Regions from separate parts of the Mus musculus genome. Here all the other regions are linked to region 3. A link is a contact called in public promoter capture Hi-C data. All regions are on one chromosome and are shown on one strand. Each heading gives the region's core, a stretch centred on a gene start, on an enhancer-like site or on the middle of the called end of the contact. The rest is flanking DNA. Distances are from core to core; before and after follow the strand shown. Region 1 has its middle 320 kb from the start of 1700012I11Rik. Region 2 has its middle 350 kb from the start of 1700012I11Rik. Region 3 holds the start of Tg (thyroglobulin).

Evidence for each region. Promoter capture Hi-C pulls out the DNA fragments that hold promoters and counts their contacts.
Region 1: a contact with region 3 is called in a promoter capture Hi-C map of pre-B cells, with 4 times the contacts expected there. The contact joins the enhancer-like site here to the promoter of Tg in region 3. A contact is called at or near these places in 6 of 39 promoter capture datasets (the 3T3-L1 cell line, hematopoietic stem and progenitor cells, liver and 1 more).
Region 2: a contact with region 3 is called in a promoter capture Hi-C map of pre-B cells, with 6 times the contacts expected there. The contact joins the enhancer-like site here to the promoter of Tg in region 3. A contact is called at or near these places in 4 of 39 promoter capture datasets (the 3T3-L1 cell line, hippocampal neurons, pre-B cells and 1 more).

Annotation. Positions count from the first base shown.
Region 1 is chr15:67,542,345-67,545,188 of GRCm38.p6, reverse strand. No RefSeq gene overlaps it. Among named protein-coding and RNA genes, the nearest start is that of 1700012I11Rik, 320 kb to the right of the region's middle. Within about 2 kb of position 1,533, at least 6 of the 459 cell types and tissues checked have an H3K27ac peak or open chromatin away from gene starts, as enhancers often do.
Region 2 is chr15:67,575,375-67,578,074 of GRCm38.p6, reverse strand. No RefSeq gene overlaps it. Among named protein-coding and RNA genes, the nearest start is that of 1700012I11Rik, 350 kb to the right of the region's middle. Within about 2 kb of position 1,309, at least 5 of the 459 cell types and tissues checked have an H3K27ac peak or open chromatin away from gene starts, as enhancers often do.
Region 3 is chr15:66,669,378-66,672,258 of GRCm38.p6, reverse strand. Tg (thyroglobulin) reads right to left here and starts at 1,489. Exons shown (of 48, transcript NM_009375.2): 1 at 1,398-1,489; 2 at 842-950. The coding sequence starts at 1,467.

The DNA.
Region 1 (2,844 bases), core at 284-2,783, 870 kb before region 3:
TGGCTCAGGGCTTAAGTCTGTGCCTAAATTCAGTTGTGGTCTAAGGAGTAAGAAGGTTTGCTTTTGGTCTCAGTCTTGGGTCCTGACACATTATAGTGACTATCACTGCACTTGCTCAATGATAAGACCCATAAGCATAAGAACTGTATCTGTTTGGACTCTATCTCCAATGCTTAGAGCAAACCTTGGCACATGCCAAGAGCTCAATCAATATTTGTTGACTGTCAAATAGAAATAGTGTTCCTATCCTGAAAGACTGCATTTTAGTAGCGTTGTCAAACACTTTCTATAATAAAGCTGTATGTTATAAGGTGTTACAGAAGCTCTATAGCGAAGACTTAACTCTTCCTTGGAAAGTTAGCATGGGACCTTGAAGAGTAAGTAAGATGTTTTTTAGGCTAAAAAGTAGGGTATGGCATCCATTCAGGTAGCAAAATCAGCACTATGTACACAGGTAGGAGGGAACACTGGGAATGGTGGCTTGGCTAAAGCTTAGGTAATCTGTAGAAGGGGAAGCAGGAGACAAAGATTCATAGAGGCCCACTGGTTGCCTGAGAACATGGCTTATATGTAGTTACTGATGCTTTAATCTTTTTCAATAAATATTGTAAGAGTTGATGCTCAAACATCAGTGGTAAGACAAGACATATACCTGCCTAACATTTGGCTGTGGGTCTCTGCATCTGCTCCAGTCAGCTGCTAGAAGCAGCCTCTCAGATGATGATTGGACTAGGCACTGATCTATGAATATAGCAGAACATCATTAGGAATAATTTTGTTCACTGAATCCAGAAAAGGGGATTCTTGACGTTCCCTGGCTACCTATCCAGTCAAATTGGTAAGCTCCAGGTTCAATGAGAGGCTCTTCTCAAAAATAAAGTGGAGAGTGGTTAAAGAAGACACCTATCAATGGCTTTTATCTTCCCCCTGCACCTGTAAATAGATACACAGAGAGGAGGAAGAGAAAGAACAGGTGGAGAGGAGACAGAGTAGAAGGAGAGACAGAAGCTATTAATCCCAACTAAATTTAAGAGATGACCTGGTATTGTTATTACATGGGAGGTGACAGATAACTGCTTCTCTTCTAGTTTGCAATGAAGTGAACCTTTTCTCTTTCAAGTGTTAAATATGGCAGCATCTCAGACCCTTACAGCAAGAAACTGCCCAGAAAACATTCAGTCCAGCACCTCTCAAATTTACTGCACAGCAGGATCTCTCAGAAGCACAGCTCTTGAAAGCAGCCTGAGAGATTCAGCTCAGTTCCCAGTTCAATAGGCCTGGCCTCATGGTAAAAATCTGAATATCTAACAAGCTATCAAGGGATGCTGAAACCACGTGCTCACAGACAACAGTCCTAGTAAGCTAAAAATCCACCATTAGAAGGCTAGGACACACAGTAGAGGAAAAAGCTGGCTTGAGAACCCAATCAAGAACTGAGTCACACTTTGCCATGCAATCCAGAAATATTTCAAGTAGTATCCCCAGCATTCAGCACTGGACATCATGTGCCTCCACAGAATGCATTTCTCTGTAGCAAGCATCTGGCCCAGTCTGCCTCTCCCTCTGCCCTGAGTATGCATCTCACCCAGTCTACATCTCCCTCCCATCCTACAATATGCCTCTTCACACAGCATGTATCTGTCCTCAGCATGCATCTCTTTACTGCAGGCGTCTCTTCCCAGTAAGCATCTTTCCAAGCATGCGTATCCCCTACCAGGCCACTCTCCTAAAACATTCATCTTCCCCATCTACTCCACTCTATATGTCTCCTCCCAGCATGCATTTCCCACAGTGGATATGTTCTCAACAGCATGCATCTCCCACAGAGACTCCATCAAGAATTGCTTGGGTGTGGTGTCAACTATATGGCTCAGTGGATAAAACTGCTTGCCATTTGAGCCTAATGACCTGAGTTCCAGCCTCAGAACCTAGGTTAATGCAAAAGGAGAGAACTAACTCTACAAAGTTCCTCTCTAGGCTCCGAAGAAGTGATGTGGCATGAACACACACACACATACACACACATGCATATATGTGCACACACTTACACAAATAAATGAAGCATTTTTAAATGATTGCTTTGTTTACCCCAGTCTTTCTACGCACGTCTAATAGAATCTGATTCATATGGTGTGCTCAAGCCTCCTTCACCTCCCTGTGCTGGATAATAAAAGCTTAATTGGCTAATCACCAGCCTAGATGAGGGAGGCCTGAGAGAAGGTTAAGTGGGATCAAACATACCTTTCTGCCACCATTCAAGAAGAAAATTGACTTGCAACAAAAATGATGTATAGTAGCACCCAGTGTCATCTCTGTCCTTTTATAGCTCAATTCACTGTCATCTTTGTCCTTCCCCACTTGGTTCTACTCACCTACAAGGGCAATCTTCTCCCAATTGATGCCCTATTACAACACCATAAGGTCCACCAAGGATAGCCTGTGAGTTTCTTCCAAAGCTCCTATAGTATGGGTTTCCTATCAGTTCAAGGTAGACATTTGCTGCAAGAGCTCAGTTAATATGTATGAACAACCTGAGGATGGTGCAGTTTGTTCTGTTTTCTGTTTCTAACACAAGGCCATGGTCCTAGGATGTGAGTCAGTATCTGCTGCCACACAGAATCCATTTACAGAAGTCAGCAATGGAAGTAACTGCCAAGATATTAAAAAAGCAGGAACCAGCTGTCGAGACAATTCCAAGGTTAACAACCAGAAGAAGCTACTAACCCAGGCCTGTTTTCCACAATTAAGAGCGAATACCGGCCCTAGGGGGGCAGAATCTTTGAAGATGGCTGTGACAATTAATCATCATTGCAAAGTGGATTATAAACCATTTAGGGGATTTAG
Region 2 (2,700 bases), core at 60-2,559, 910 kb before region 3:
GCCCCCATGGAGGAGCTAGAGAAAGTACTCAAAAAACTAAAGGGGTCTGCTACCCTATAGGTGGAACAACAATGTGAAATAACCAGTACCCCCAGAGCTCATGTCTCTAGCTGCATATGTAGCAGAAGTTGGCCTAGTCGGCCATCATTGGGAAGAGAGGCCCCTTGGTCTTGTAAACTTTATATGTCCTAGTACAGGGGTATGCCAGGGCCAAGAAGTGGGAGTGGGTGGGTAGGGGAGCAGGGCAGGAGAGAGGGTATAGGGGACTTTCAGGATAGCATTTGAAATATAAATGAAGAAAAAAAAATCTAACAAAGAAATGGAAAAAAAAAAAAAACATCAAGTACCAGGAATGGGCTATATGTTGTTGAGTTGTTGGTCAAAGAAGTCCCACAGGTCCCATTCCCTAGCATCCCAGGCTATTGCCAAGGAAAGCCATTATTTACTCTCCACAACCTGATGGGAAGGTCCTATTGATGAAGACACTGCTTTCTGGTAGCATTTTCTTATATCATTAAATTTGGAGAAATAAAACTAGTGCCCCAGAATTCATGGTGCTGGATGGCATTTTCCATGATAGTGAAGAAAAAAGTAATGATCAATGTCACCCAGCCACAAACACTTCAACCTGTAACAATGACCTGCCTGTGAGATAGATCCATAGAGTAGAGCATCTCTGAACCCTCATCCAAGAAGATTCTTCTTACAGTACATGGTAATGAACAAAAAATATTTACAGCTGGAGGATAAATAGAGCGTGAGAGGCTTTGTAGCCCTCAGCTCTTATTGGGATGCCATTATCAACCCCATTCCCAAGGCTCAGGGATCTACAGTAAAGAGAAGGTGAAATTATTTTAACAGCCAGAGGTAGTGTATGACTGTAAGGAAAGAGTATCTTTCAGACATAACAGGCTGATAAACAGAGGCTGTGACGGCATGCCAAGACCTTCACAAGTTAAATCCAAACAAAAATCCCAGCATTGAGAAGGGGAGACAAAGTCTTACTACTAATCTAGTACATTTTTACTATTGGTACTTAGTAGCTGCTGGTAAAAGGGTTAGCAGTTTTCTCAGTGGGGTATCATTGGGTATATCAATCACACTGCAGAATTCCAGGCCCAGGAAGAATTAGAGAAGAAACCATGAAGTTGAGTAAATAGAAAGGTGAGGAACATCTGGGAGGAGGGTAAAAAAATGTGTTAAAGAATTGTCCTATAACTGAGAATATTTTTGAAATTCAGATTCTTAAACCCTGGCCCAGATGTGCTGACTCATATACTCAAGGGACTGAGCTCAAGTGTTCTGTGATTTAATAGTCTCATTACTGTGTTTTTATGCCCAATAAGATCGGAGGAGGAGACTACTGGCTTATGTAACATCCATTATTTGAACTTCTGAAGACTGTCCATAGCTAAAATATAACTATTTTGTGAAGTCTATCAACATATAATAAAACCTGTTATTCTTTCTCAGCTGGGTGCAGAATCTTACAATATGTTAACTTATTCCTTCACAAAATCTCTCTACTTTCTAGTTCTCCAATATTTTATTTCTGCCAGGAAAATATTAAAAGTGCCTTCTTCTTTGTGTATATTTAATTTTTCATTCAGGAAATATTTATTGACAGTCACTATAGGCCAATCACAAGGCTGCTTTATTGGAAGCAATGGACACCTTTGTTTGTATTATTGCTGTTGATTATTAATTTCTATTGTTCAAATATTGGTATTCTCAGGTATTCATTCTCTTCCCTAGAATTTGTTTTGTTTTGGTTTTCGGTTCATGGATATAGTAATTCTTCTTCGACTGTCTCTGGTGATTTTCATGAGGTGGATTTTCACAGATTCTTGCTGTTGTTCTTAGAGTCTCTATTATTGTTACTGTTTATTCAGAGTTCTACCCACAAAATAGTCTTTTCTACTGTTTTTTTTTTTTTGTCCTTTCTGTATGCCTTTTCCCTTTTACTCCTTAAACTGATAATCATTGTATTTTTTATTTTTATTTTATTTTTCTATGAAATTCTTTCACATTTGTAATATTTATTTATTTTACATGTATACACATGGGGGTGTGCATGCACATGTGCTCTAATGTATGTGTGTTATGTACATATGTGTACATACACATGGGCATGGGAAGGCCAGAGGTCCTTTTATCTTGCTTGTGGATACTGGGTCTCTTACTGAGAGCTGGAAGTCACTGATTAGGTTAGCATGACTGGTGAAGCTATCACAGCTTCCTCGGTGCTGGGATTACAGACACGTGTTATGATGCTTGACTCTCTATATGGATGCTCAGTGTAGAACCAATACCCTCAAGCAAGCATTTTTACTAACTGAGGTAACGCCTACAACCCATATTTCTTATATTTTTGCATTTACAGTACAGTTTGTATATTAATTCATTCACAGAGTCCATATGACTTCAATTAAATTATTTTTGTAGTGTTGAAAACTTAATTCTACAGTTCATATCCAGTCATGCTTATTTATTCTTAGCTCTGCTCTGCTCTTCTCTTGAGTACAACATCAGTAGGTATGCTCAGGCTTTCTGCTAAATTCATCATCTAAATCACTTGGAGACATTCCTCTGATTATCTTCTGTTCTAACGCAGGCTACTCTGCCCTGCTTTGTATCTCTAGTGTGTATTTTTATGGTATCTGGCCTTTTGGGCATATGATCCAACATATAATCCACTGG
Region 3 (2,881 bases), core at 240-2,739:
GTTGTGATCACACAAGGCAGGAGAGGCAGCAATGCGAGTTGCAGGGTGGCTTGGGGTAGAAGGTGGTTAGGGAGACAAAAGATCCTCCTGGGGACAAGGCAGGCCTGAAACTTCAGAGAGAAACATACACAACGCTGGCAAAAAAGGGAGGCGTACATACTTCTTAACTCCTCCCTCACAATCTTGAATCCTCAGTGGTTCTGACTAGCATTAGCCAGCAGATTGGGCCTATAGGAAGCTTGAGTAAGATACAGAAGCAGGAAGAGTATTCCATAGCTAGAGGTGAGGACTCTGCATGTAACTCCACAGCAGAGGGGAATAAGGTCTCTTGCACCATAGAGAAGAGGAATTTAGACGATAGTCTCATCTACAGGGAGGAATACAGTCCCAGGACCTCTGATTTGTCTGGGTACCTGCAAAAGCTCCTTTCAAAGAAGAGTTCCCTGGAGGGAAATGGCCTAGCAGCCCAGGCAAGGTATGAAAACTGGGTTGCCCAAGTAAGGGGCAGTTGCTGTTTTGCCCTACCAGAGAATTGGGGGTTGGGGGCCTTGAGCACCCTTGCCTCTATCTGGGCTTTCTCATGAAAAGCCATACACACTATGTTGTAAAGCAATTATGATAAAGTTTCAGCAAGAATTGGGGGAGAGCCCCTCAATGGAGAGTCTCTCCAACAAAATACCTAGATGGGAGGATAGAGAAGGAGCTCCTCCCCCCGGAAAATGACAACATAGGCCAGGAGTCTGAGGACCTTATCCATACAATTGGGGATAACAGGGATAAGATGTGAGAGGTTCTCCAGGGTATTTTAGGACCCTGGAGCTCCTAATATAGCCACTCTTACTGGAAACTTCCATCTTCAGAGCACTGGGGAACATATTCAGCCTGCTTCAGAAAGGCCTTCTCTCTTTGTAGCTCACAGGGGCGGAGTGGCTGTGCATCTACCTGGTACTCTGTGTGAAGGGAAGTGATATGTGAGAAGGGTACAGGTCTGCCCCTTTCCTCCCAGTCCTACACCCGTACCCCACTCCCACCCCTGACACAGACACCTTTACTTTACAGTCTTCACCTTCCCAGTCTTACTGGAAACCATTATTTCCATCCCCAGGATACTTTTAGCTCATTTAATCATTTGTGCTTTCCTGGGAGGTGATGGGAATGTCTTCATTCTCCTAGCTTTTTATCACTACTCTCAATATCCAGCTCTGGGACCTCAGGCGATTCAGCTCATCTCTCTGAACCTCTTTCATCTGAGCAGCAAAGAGCAAATATCTAGCCTCTGGGCATTTGTGAGGTTAGATGAGATCAGGCATGCTTAAGGGCCCTGGCCAGAGCCTAGCTGAACCATATGACTGAAACCTCCCTCCTCAAACTCATAGCCTCAGCATTAGCAAACTTACCAAAGATGTTGGCTGCTACCAGGCAGACTGAGCTCAACAAAGTAGAGACCCACAAGACCAGGGCCGTCATCCTGTCCCCTACTGGGATGAAGGGGTAGGAGCAATGTCCCATCTGAGTCTACTCATCAGGGAGCCTTTATAGCACAGTGGCAAGCAGTGCTCTCCTGTTCAAGGACACTTGACAGGGCAGTGGCTCACTTTGTTTTCTCTGCCAGTCACAGGAACTCCTTCTTCTTGAGTATGGTCCCACTAAGAATACTCAAGTGGTCAGTAGGGTGACCACTCCAGTCTATGGGGACAAGAAATGTGAGGTTGGCATTAAAACTTTTTTTTACAGGCAAATGCCAGGGTTCTGTACCCTTAGGAGTGACAGAAGTTCGATCATAAAACTGTGGAAGATAAAATACCTCCTCTTCCTCCTGATTCCCTCACTGTCTCCTCCTTCTCTCCCCTTCTTTCCTTCCTTCCTTCCTTCCTTCCTTCCTTCCTTCCTTCCTTCCTTCCTTCCTTCCTTCTGTTTAAAGCCTAATATCTGTAGGTAATACTGTAGAAAATGAAGCCATGGCAGAAAACAAAACAGGACAATTCTGTTGTCATTAATATTGAATTCAGAATCGTACTGAAGGAATCCAAGTATACCTCTTGCATGCATGAGCACACATGTATATGTGCACACCTTTCTCTAGTCCCCCTTTTCTGAGGACTTAACCCTGCCAAGCCAAGCTAGCAGAGGCAGGCAGTGGGATTCTTTCACACATAAGGCCCATATGTCCATGCACTGTCAGGATCAGCTTCTCTCCTTCTCAGCTGCCCCTGTGTAATGTATGAAAATGACCATTATTCCTGAGAAGAAGGAGGTGTCCTTCTTCTAAACGAAGCTGAGAAGATAGTGGCCATGCATACCTACTTGTCTGCAGGCTCTCTTCAAGGGAGCAAACAAAGAATTGAGGAAGGCGGCTCGTCCATACCATCACCATTGCTGTTATTACTTTCTCAATGTGCAAAGGGCATCATTATGCGGGGCAACGACAAATACACAGAACACAGGGCAGGACAAAGGGCAGAGGCCAGTGAATGATGTCTCAAGGGTGGAGTGGAGGAGGGGCACAGAGTCTGAATAATGGTATCCTTAAGAAAAGGAAGCAGCATTGTGGGAAGAGATCCTGTCTCCCACTGGGAAGACACCAAGGGCTCACACTGCACTGGATAGAGACCAAGAGGGGATGTTGGAGAGACCAGGCAGGTTAACTATGGCTTTCACAGCTTGACATAAATGCCCCAAATTGTCAACCATTCGAGCTGGTTTGGGCTGCCATCACAGAGTATTGTGGATTTAGTGGCTTACACAATGGCCAAGGTTCTCCTCAGAGCTCTGGGGACTGGAAGACTGAAAGGAAGGTGTCAGGGTTTGTTTCTGAGTCTCCTCTCTGTGGCTTATGGGTGCCAGGCAATCTCTGTCTTCGTTGTGGCATTTCCCTTCTGTA